2 separate regions of the Sus scrofa genome follow, and region 1 is linked to region 2. The links are chromatin contacts, called in public HiChIP or PLAC-seq maps. All regions are on one chromosome and are shown on one strand. Each heading gives the region's core, a stretch centred on a gene start, on an enhancer-like site or on the middle of the called end of the contact. The rest is flanking DNA. Distances are from core to core; before and after follow the strand shown. Region 1 overlaps C17H20orf196. Region 2 overlaps GPCPD1 (glycerophosphocholine phosphodiesterase GPCPD1).

Evidence for each region. HiChIP or PLAC-seq counts read pairs in DNA pulled down with a chosen protein or histone mark.
Region 1: an H3K27ac HiChIP or PLAC-seq map of alveolar macrophages shows a contact between it and region 2, with 5 times the contacts expected there. The contact joins two enhancer-like sites. A contact is called at or near these places in 2 of 47 Hi-C or Micro-C datasets (embryonic fibroblasts and heart right ventricle) and 2 of 2 datasets of contacts at active chromatin or transcription factors (alveolar macrophages and skeletal muscle).

Annotation. Positions count from the first base shown.
Region 1 is chr17:14,617,093-14,621,574 of Sscrofa11.1, forward strand. C17H20orf196 reads left to right here. Exons shown (of 3, transcript XM_021078198.1): 2 at 2,292-2,472. Among named protein-coding and RNA genes, the nearest start is that of C17H20orf196, 8.6 kb to the left of the region's middle. Within about 2 kb of position 2,794, at least 11 of the 83 cell types and tissues checked have an H3K27ac peak or open chromatin away from gene starts, as enhancers often do. A contact at or near this core is called in alveolar macrophages, where this site is marked.
Region 2 is chr17:14,435,671-14,440,014 of Sscrofa11.1, forward strand. GPCPD1 (glycerophosphocholine phosphodiesterase GPCPD1) reads right to left here. Exons shown (of 20, transcript XM_021078049.1): 13 at 4,177-4,254; 14 at 3,459-3,498; 15 at 866-927. Among named protein-coding and RNA genes, the nearest start is that of GPCPD1, 38 kb to the right of the region's middle. Within about 2 kb of position 2,996, at least 1 of the 83 cell types and tissues checked has an H3K27ac peak or open chromatin away from gene starts, as enhancers often do. A contact at or near this core is called in alveolar macrophages, where this site is marked.

The DNA of each region.
Region 1 (4,482 bases), core at 1,544-4,043, 180 kb after region 2:
AGTTGATGATGCAACCCAGTCACCAAAGCTGCCACTCTTTGTTGACTCTTGGTACCTCTTTAGCCCCTTGATCCATGTAGGTATTAAGTTTGACTCTTATTTCTGTTCCTAAATAAATATAACAAGATTTATTGCTGGAGTTCCCTGGTGGCCTAGTGGTTAAGGATCTGACATTGTCACTGGTGTAGCTAGGGTTACTACTGTATCGCGGGTTTTATCCCTGGCTGGAGAGATTGTGCATGCCATGCCCCATGCACTCACCCCTCCCCTTCTACAAAAGAAAAAGAAAAAAAGATTTACTGATGACAACTCATGAGACAGAGTAGCAGAGTGTCCAAGATCTCCCCAGACCCATAATTATTTTACAGAGACGTGGGCAGGGCTGGATGCCCTGCTAAGAGCCCTCCAGTAGAGAACCCAGCACCCACAGGTAGATATCAACCAGGGAGGGTAAACAACTAATTTTTTTTTTTTTTTTTTTTTTTGTCTTTTTAGAGCTGCTGCAGCATATGGAGCTCCCAAGCTAGGGATCGAATCGGAGCTGCAGCTGCCAGCTCATGCCACAGCCACAGCAACACCAGATCTGAGCCACATTTGTGACCTACACCATAGCTCACGGCAACACCAGATCCTTAACCCACTGAGCGAGGCCAGGGATTGAACCCGCATCCTCGTGGATACTAGTCGGGTTCACTATTGCTCAGCCAAAACAGGGACTCCAGGAATACCTTTTTTTGTTTGTTTTTTGTTTTTTTGCCTTTTCTAGGGCTGCTTCTGTGGCATATGGAGGTTCCCAGGTCTAATCGGAGCTGTTGCTGCCAGCCTGTGCCAGAACCACAGCAACACAAGACCCAAGCCGCGTCTGCAACCTACACCACAGCTCACGGCAACGCCGGATCCTTAACCCACTGAGCAAGGCCTGGGATCGAACCCGCAACCTCATGGTTCCTAGTGGGAGTTGTTAACCACTGCGCCACGACGGGAACTCCCTAATTTTTAACAAGAAGTGTCCCAATGCTGAACCCATAAGCCACCTTCAAGGTCTCCAGAGTTCAGCTAGAGAGTGTGTGTATCCAAGTTCATGATCACACCCCGGCCCTGCTGCCCTTCCCAGAGCTGGCAGAGGCCCCATGACCATCCATCCAAAACCACAGGGTTTGTCCTTCCCCAGTCACCCAGTGTGTAAACTGTCCTTGCTTCTCTCACTTTCAACTCCTGACACCCCATGCCACTTGTCGTTGCCCAAGCTGATTCTTCTGGGGCTCATGCTGCCCCCCCCAACCCCCACCATGGCCCAGCCTGCCCCATGTGTGGGGACACCTTCCTGCAAAAAGCCTACCTCCTCCTCTCCATCTTACCATCGTGTTAACACTGTCCCTATGTTTGGGATCGTCCCTGTGTAACTCGAAGGAGGCCTCTGTCACATTCACCTTTGCTCCCCAGTCCCAGTGTGTCAGCAATTGAAGGCCACAGAAGGAAATGCAAATCACCTGTAATCTCACTACCCAGAAATTAAACCACTGAATTAATTGCCACTGAAATTAATCTGGGATATACCCTCCAGACTTTTTTTTTATCTTTTTGTCGTTTTAGGGCCACACCCACGACATATGGAGATTCCAGGCTAGGGGTCTAATGGAGCTGTTGCTGCCAGCCTGTGCCAGAACCACAGCAACGCAAGACCCAAGCCGCGTCTGCAACCTACACCACAGCTCACAGCAACGCCGGATCCTTAACCCATTGAGCAAGGCCAGGGATGGAACCCGCAACCTCATGGTTCCTAGTCGGATTTGTTTCCACTGAGGCACAACAGGAATGCCTACCCTCCAGACTTTTTTTTTGTTTTATCACTACAGGTCTGTATATATTTCATACACACATCCCACACAGAGTATTTTACTTTATGAAATCTGGATCAGACCCTACCTATGGTTTAAAAATGTTGTCCCATTTAAAATGTGGGGTGTTCCCCTTTTCATTAGCTATTCATACAGTCCTTGGATTATAGTGCCATGCAGTAGTTCATCCTTATCAGATAGGCGGCTCATCTTCCAGCTGAAGTTATTCATGGTTTCTTTCTGTGCTGTGAGTATTTGTTTCTCTTGATGAAGAAACAGGATAAGCAAATACTGGGTCTAAAGTGAAGACCAGGAGGACCATTAATGACAGGAAAGTAAATTATTCTGGTTCTCCTGTTATTGGGGCTTTGAGGTGCTTTGAGCCATGACTGTGCTGGGGGTTCCTCTTAGGCGATGCCTTCTGTATTGAATTGTTCTCTTTTGCCATGGCAGGGCGATGGCCACCCAGGATGCCACCCCAGTAGCCAGTGGGAGGGAAGCAATGCTTTGGACCTGCCATCCGCTTGTGACATAAGGGATTACGTGTTGCAGAGACCCAGCCAGGAGGCCAGCAGCGAGGCTTTCAGTTCTGAGGAAGCCCTTTCATTTCCTTGCTCTTCTGATGTGGATCCAGGTAAGAAGCAGAGTTTAAAACAAACACAAAAATCCTAACATAGGCAGGTATGGGATCCTTTGTTTCTCTTGTCCAATGGCTGGGTCCACTGTCTTGGGAAGAAAAACATCTTCTGTAAGCAAAACCGTTGGAAGAGACTTCAAAGGCAGCCTCCCTGGTGTAACTGCGACAGGGAGCTGTTTCCTGGAGGCCCTTTTGTCTGAGTCCCTTTCTGATCTCTGTCCAGAATTCATTCAGACACAGGCAACACTTGGTTCAATAGGGAATGAGTGGAATTGTTTTTCGGTTTTGTTCTTTGAAAACTTCAGAAGAGAGCCACGTGGGCTTGCCCTGTGTCATAGCTAACAGCACTAGGGATGTTAGTCTTCCTCTTATGAAGCCTGGTCTGGATTTGGGGAACAGCTTCTCTTTAATTCCCTGACTGAATTGCCAGAAAGTCTATGATTTAAGGGTTGTTGTTTTTTTGTATTTTTTTTTTTAGGAGCACAACTTTGGCATATGAAAGTTCCCAGGCTGGGGGTCAAGTAGGAGCTGCAGCTGCTGGCCTATACCACAGCCACAGCAATGCCAGATCTGAGCCACATCTGCGACCTACATCACAGCTCAAGGCAACCCCAGATTCTTAATCCACTGATTGAGGCCGGGAATCAAACCTGAGTCCTCATGGGTACTAGTCTGGTTCATTTTTCGCTGAGCAATAGGAACTCCTATGATTTCAGTTTAATGATAATTCTGTGATGTAATTGTGACCATCTCTGGTTGTAAAGAACATCTCCTCCCTGTTTATTGCCTAATCCAGGCCTGGAGGTCCACAGGTCACTTACTGGTGTGTGACTTGGGTCATGTTTCTCAAGCCCTCTGAGTTCCAGAATCTACAAAGTAGTGACTAAAATACTTGCCTCATGGAGTGAGGTTTAACCCAGGGAACAAGGTAAAGGACTTTTCACAATGTTTGCTGTACACAGGTGCTCAGTCAGTTGTCATTATTCTGTGCTATTATTATTGTTTTTGTCAATATTAAGATACCCAAATATATATTTTTAAAGACACTCAGGTACACTAAGAAAATGTGGGCCTAAATGATGATGAATTCAACTTTGGCAATAAGTAGGGTGCGTCCTATTATTGTCTTTAAGAATTCCATGGGGAGCTCCCATCAGCGGAAATGAATCTGATTAGCATCCATGAGGACCCAGGTTCAACCCCTTGCCCAGTGGGTCAGGGACCCAGTGTTGCCGAGAGCTGTGGTGCAGTTTGCAGATGCGGCTCAGATCTGGCGTTGTTATGGCTGTGGTTTAGGCCAACGGCTACAGCTCTGATTCAAATCCTAGGCTGGGAACCTCCATATGCCATGGGTGTGGCCCTAAAAAGACAAAAAAATAAAATAAAATAAAATAAAGAATTCTATGGGAAAAAAATACTTTTTAAACTTCCTTGATCCTGTTTTGATTTTCAGGATGTAGGGAAATCAGGATCAGTCAGTCTCTTATTAAGTTAGTTCCTGACCAAGTATTAGATCGTTTCTTATCCTTTTTCTTTCTAGGCTCAGAAGAGTAGTCCATTTTACCTTTTCTCTCCCTACCAACCTGCTACCTCTGCTCTAGTTTCCGTTACTAAGAAAGCAGCTGTTATTCATTTGAATTGAGTTGACCATCGAAATATTTATATTGGAGTATTTGTTTATAATCTAGACATTTGGGAGTTCCCCTTGTGGCTCAGTGAAAACGAATCTGACTAGCATCTATGAGGACACAGTTTTGATCCCTGGCCTTGCTCAGTGGGTTAAGGATCCGATGTTGCTGTGAGCTGTGGTGTAGATTGCAGATGAGGCTTGGATCTGGCATTGCTGTGGCTGTGGTGTAGGCCAGTGGCTACAGCTTCAACTTGACCCCTAGCCTGGGAACTTCCATATGCTGTGGGTGCACCCGAAAAAGACAAAAACAAACAAAAAGACAAAAACAGAAACTAGACACTTCATGCAAAAAATGAAAATAGAAAAAAGTTCTTTTG
Region 2 (4,344 bases), core at 1,746-4,245:
ACAACAGCAACTCAGGATCCGAGCCACGTATGTGACCTACACCACACTGTTTTTTAATTTCCTATTATAAAAATATGTTAAGTGATTTTTAAACTTTAGAAATAATTGAAGTTAAAGCATCAGCTATTCAAATTCATTTTGCCTTGACCACGCTTAAATATCTGTCTGACTTTTATGCTTAAAAAATAAACAAAGCAGGAGTTCCCATTGTGGTTCAGCAGTAACAAACCCAATTAGTATCCATAAGCATGACGGTTCCATCCCTGGCCAAGCTCCGTGGGTCAAGGATCCAGCGTTGCAGTGAGCTGTGGTGTAGGCTGGTGGTTGTGGCTGTGGTATAGGCTGGCATCTGCAGCTTTGATTTGACCACTAGTCTGGGAACTTCATATGCCATAGGTGAGCCCGAAAAAGAAAAAAGATAAAAGAATGTATCTTCTTTAAAAAGCAACAAGTGGAGTTCCCATCGTGGCTTGGTGGTTAACAAATCCGACTAGGAACCATGAGGTTTCAGGTTCGATCCCTGGCCTTACTCAGTGGGTTAAGGATCCAGCGTTGCTGTGAGCTGCGGTGTAGATCACAGATGCGGCTCGGGTCCCACGTTGCTGTGGTTGTGGTGCAGGCCGGTGGCTACAGCTTCGATTTGACCCCTAGCCTGGGAACCTCCATATGCCATAGGAGCGGCCCAAGAAATGGGAAAAAAAGACCAAAAAAATAAAAAGCAACAAGTATGGTAAGTTTACATTAATGTTGTCTTTTACACTATACAAATTGGCCTTTTTAGGTGTCCATTTAAGAAACCAAAATAAATTATTAAGCTATAGCAGAATTAATGATAACCTTGCTCTAGTTTTCTTAAGGAACTTACCATCTTAAGAGAAGGAAATGGCTGATTTTCAGAAAGAGAATTTTCTTCCTCAACCACAGATTCTGAAATTTAAATCACAAAAACTCAGTAGATAAAATGCCATTTTATTGCTTAACACCTTTCCCTAAATTTTTAGAGGACAAAAAATGCTGAAATAGTCATGAGATTCTTTCTTGTACTTACTAATTTTAACCTCCAAAACCCCCATTTTCAAAGCAGGCAACCTTTATTTAGACTACTTTACAAAATTAATAGGTCACCATAGTTTATGACCTCAACAGTGGTTATTTTCTTATAAAACGTGTAATATACTTTCCAAAAAAAGTCACGAACGGTCCTTAATTCCTCAATTAAAGACTGCGACTTCTACTTAAAAATCTATTTGAAGGAGTTCCCATTGTGGCTCAGTGGTTAACGAATCCGACTAGGAACCATGAGGTTGCAGGTTCGATCCCTGGCCTTGCTCAGTGGGTTAAGGATCCGGTGTTGCCGTGAGCTGTGGTGTAGATCACAGACGCGGCTCGGATCCCAAGTTGCTGTGGCTGTGGCGTAGGCTGGCGGCTACAGCTCTGATTAGACCCCTAGCCTGGGAACTTCCATATGCCGTGGGAGTGGCCCTAGAAATGGCAAAAAGACCAAATAAAATAAAATAAAAATCTATTTGAAATAGCAAAATCAGCTCAGAAGTTAGAAATTAAGAGAGTATACAGGTACTACTCTGTCTTTGTTAACATCACCATTTAATCCAAGAATCAATTATGGCAAGGCACATAAGAATTTTTTCCAAAAGAGAAAAAAAAATTTAGCATCATTACTTTTTAAAAAATACCTCCCCAGGAGTTCCCGTCATGGCTCAGTGGTTAATACACCCAACTACTATCCATGAGGACTCGGGTTTGATCACTGGCCCCTCTCAGTGGGTTAAGGATCCAGAGTTGCCATGAGCCGTGGTATAGGTTGCAGATGTGGCTCGGATCCCGAGTTGCTGTGGCTATATGGTGTAGGCCAGCGGCTACAGCTCTGACTTAACCCTAGCCTAGGAACCTCCATAGGCCTCGGGTGCAGTCCTAAAAAGACAAAAACAAAACAAAACAAACAAACAAACAAAAAAAACAAACCCCAAAACCAAAAACCAAAACAGTCAAAAACCAACCCTTTGCATTATAATTCAAAAACTAAATAGTGTAAAATTTTCTAGAGAAATAAAGGTAAAATTGATTTTACTCTAAAGAGTTATGAACTATATCTACTAGCTTGTAAAGCCATATTTATGCTCTGGGGATACTCTTTGGAGTCTTTGGTACCTTACAATTTCTTCATAAAGGCACTGTAACTATCCTGTTGTGGTAACTACAGATAAACATGTAATGAGTACCTACTCTATGCAGAGTATTATAAATGTCTTAGGGAATATAAAACCATTTCCCCTAACTTTCTAGTGGAAGAGACAGAACATTACACAAATATAAAGGGTTAAAAAAAAATGACACACTGTGCCTTCTTGTGGCACAGAGGATTAAGGATGTGGTGGTGTTGCTATAGCACTTTGGGCCTCTGCTATAGCAGAAGTTCAATCACTGGGCCAGGAACTTCCACATGCACCAGAATGCGGCCAAAACAGACAGACAATCATTAAGTTCTATGGGCGTAGAAAGTAAAGTGGAATTACAAAGGGATTTTTTTTTTTTTTTTTTTTTTGTCTTTTTAGGGCTGCACCCGAGGCATATGGAGGTTCCCAAGCTAGGGGTCGAATCAGAGCTACCACTGCTCAGGCTATGCCACATCCACAGCAACACCAGATCCAAGCTGTGTCTGTGAGCTACACCATAACTCACAGCAACACCGGATCCATAACCCACTGAGTGAGGCCAGGGATCAAACCCATAACCTCACGGTTACTAAACAGATTTGTTTCTACTGTGCCACAATAGGAACTCCATACAAGGGATTTTTAAGACAGGACAGACTTTGAGGCAGTTCCCGCTGTGGCTCAGCAGAAATAAATCTGACTAGTAACCATGAGGTTGTGGGTTTGATTCCTGGCCTTGCTCAGTGGGTTAAGGATCTGGTGTTGCTGTGAGCTGTGGTTTAGACTGCAGACACGGCTTGAAACCTGTGTTGCTATGGCTGTGGCGTAAGCCAGCAGCTGTAGCTCTGATTCATCCCCTAGCTTTGGAACTTCCATATATCATGGGTGCAGCCCTACAAAGCAAAAAAAAGGGACAAGCTGTGAGGAAACTGAGGCACAGAGTGGTTAAATAAAGTAACCTGCTTGAGATTCAAACTCCTGGTTCTGGAGCCATTCTCTACCTGATATATTCTGTACTTTGTAATGCTTAAGGATGTCTGGAAAGATTGACAGGTAGAAAATGATAAAGAATTTTAATCATCAAATCCATAAAAGTAAAGAAACATGCTTACTATATACACATGTCATAGGCGCATTTCAATACATAAACACTTCATGACAAAATTACATTTATATAACTCAGTGTTATATTAAGGTCACCAAAAGTAAGTTAAAAATGGATAAGGAAATACTCTATACACGCTAACTATGAAATGAAAACAGTGTTTTCATATTGGTACATACCTTTCAGATCCTTAGATTTCAGTGCAGTCACATGAGTGAGCTAGAAAATGCCCAAAATGCAATCAGAAAAAAAGGTGTTAGTTTATGGAGATATGGTTAACAGAATTATAACTTGAAAAGCTATTTAGAGAAAATTATAAAATACAGAATTATTTAATAATAATAACTTTAATAATAAACACTTACTGATGTATATATTTAATATTATACATACATATAAGATCATGATCAAATACCCAAGTAGGGATTTAGGTATCTAACGAGAATAGGAAGAGGGATCATGTAACATTATGGAAAAATACACAAGGATCTTAGATAATAGCATAGGTATAAAAACCAACAATAACATAAAAGGCCAAGTGTAAAATTATAAAACGCTAAAACAGACCAGAGACAATCTAAGATTATGGCTAGCCCCTATGGCCTATAAAGACTTATAACCCAGCTCCTTCACAAAAGCAAAAACCAATGGGGTCCACGGAAATTGTTAAAGAAGGGAAGGTGGATTAGCTGATACCCGTTCTGCATAATAGAACAGAAAACCAAAACATAAACTCTACGCATGCTGTGTGTGTGTGTGTGTGTGTGTGTGTGTGGTGTGTGTGTGTGTGTGTGTAGTCATCCAAATGTGCAAAGACATCACGATACAAAGACAAGTACAAACAGGTAATTTATATTTTACTAAAAGATAATTTATATTTTATGCTATTATTACTACCTTCAACAACTGTAGTTGGTCAAATGTTAATTCCTTTACTGGAATTTCAAATAATTCAACTGGATCAGCATCAAATTTCTGTTAAAAGAGAGAGAAAGGGAGAGAAAAGTTGGCCCCAAATTATTACTGTTTATTCAAGACAGGCCTTATTTTTGTATCTGGTACTGG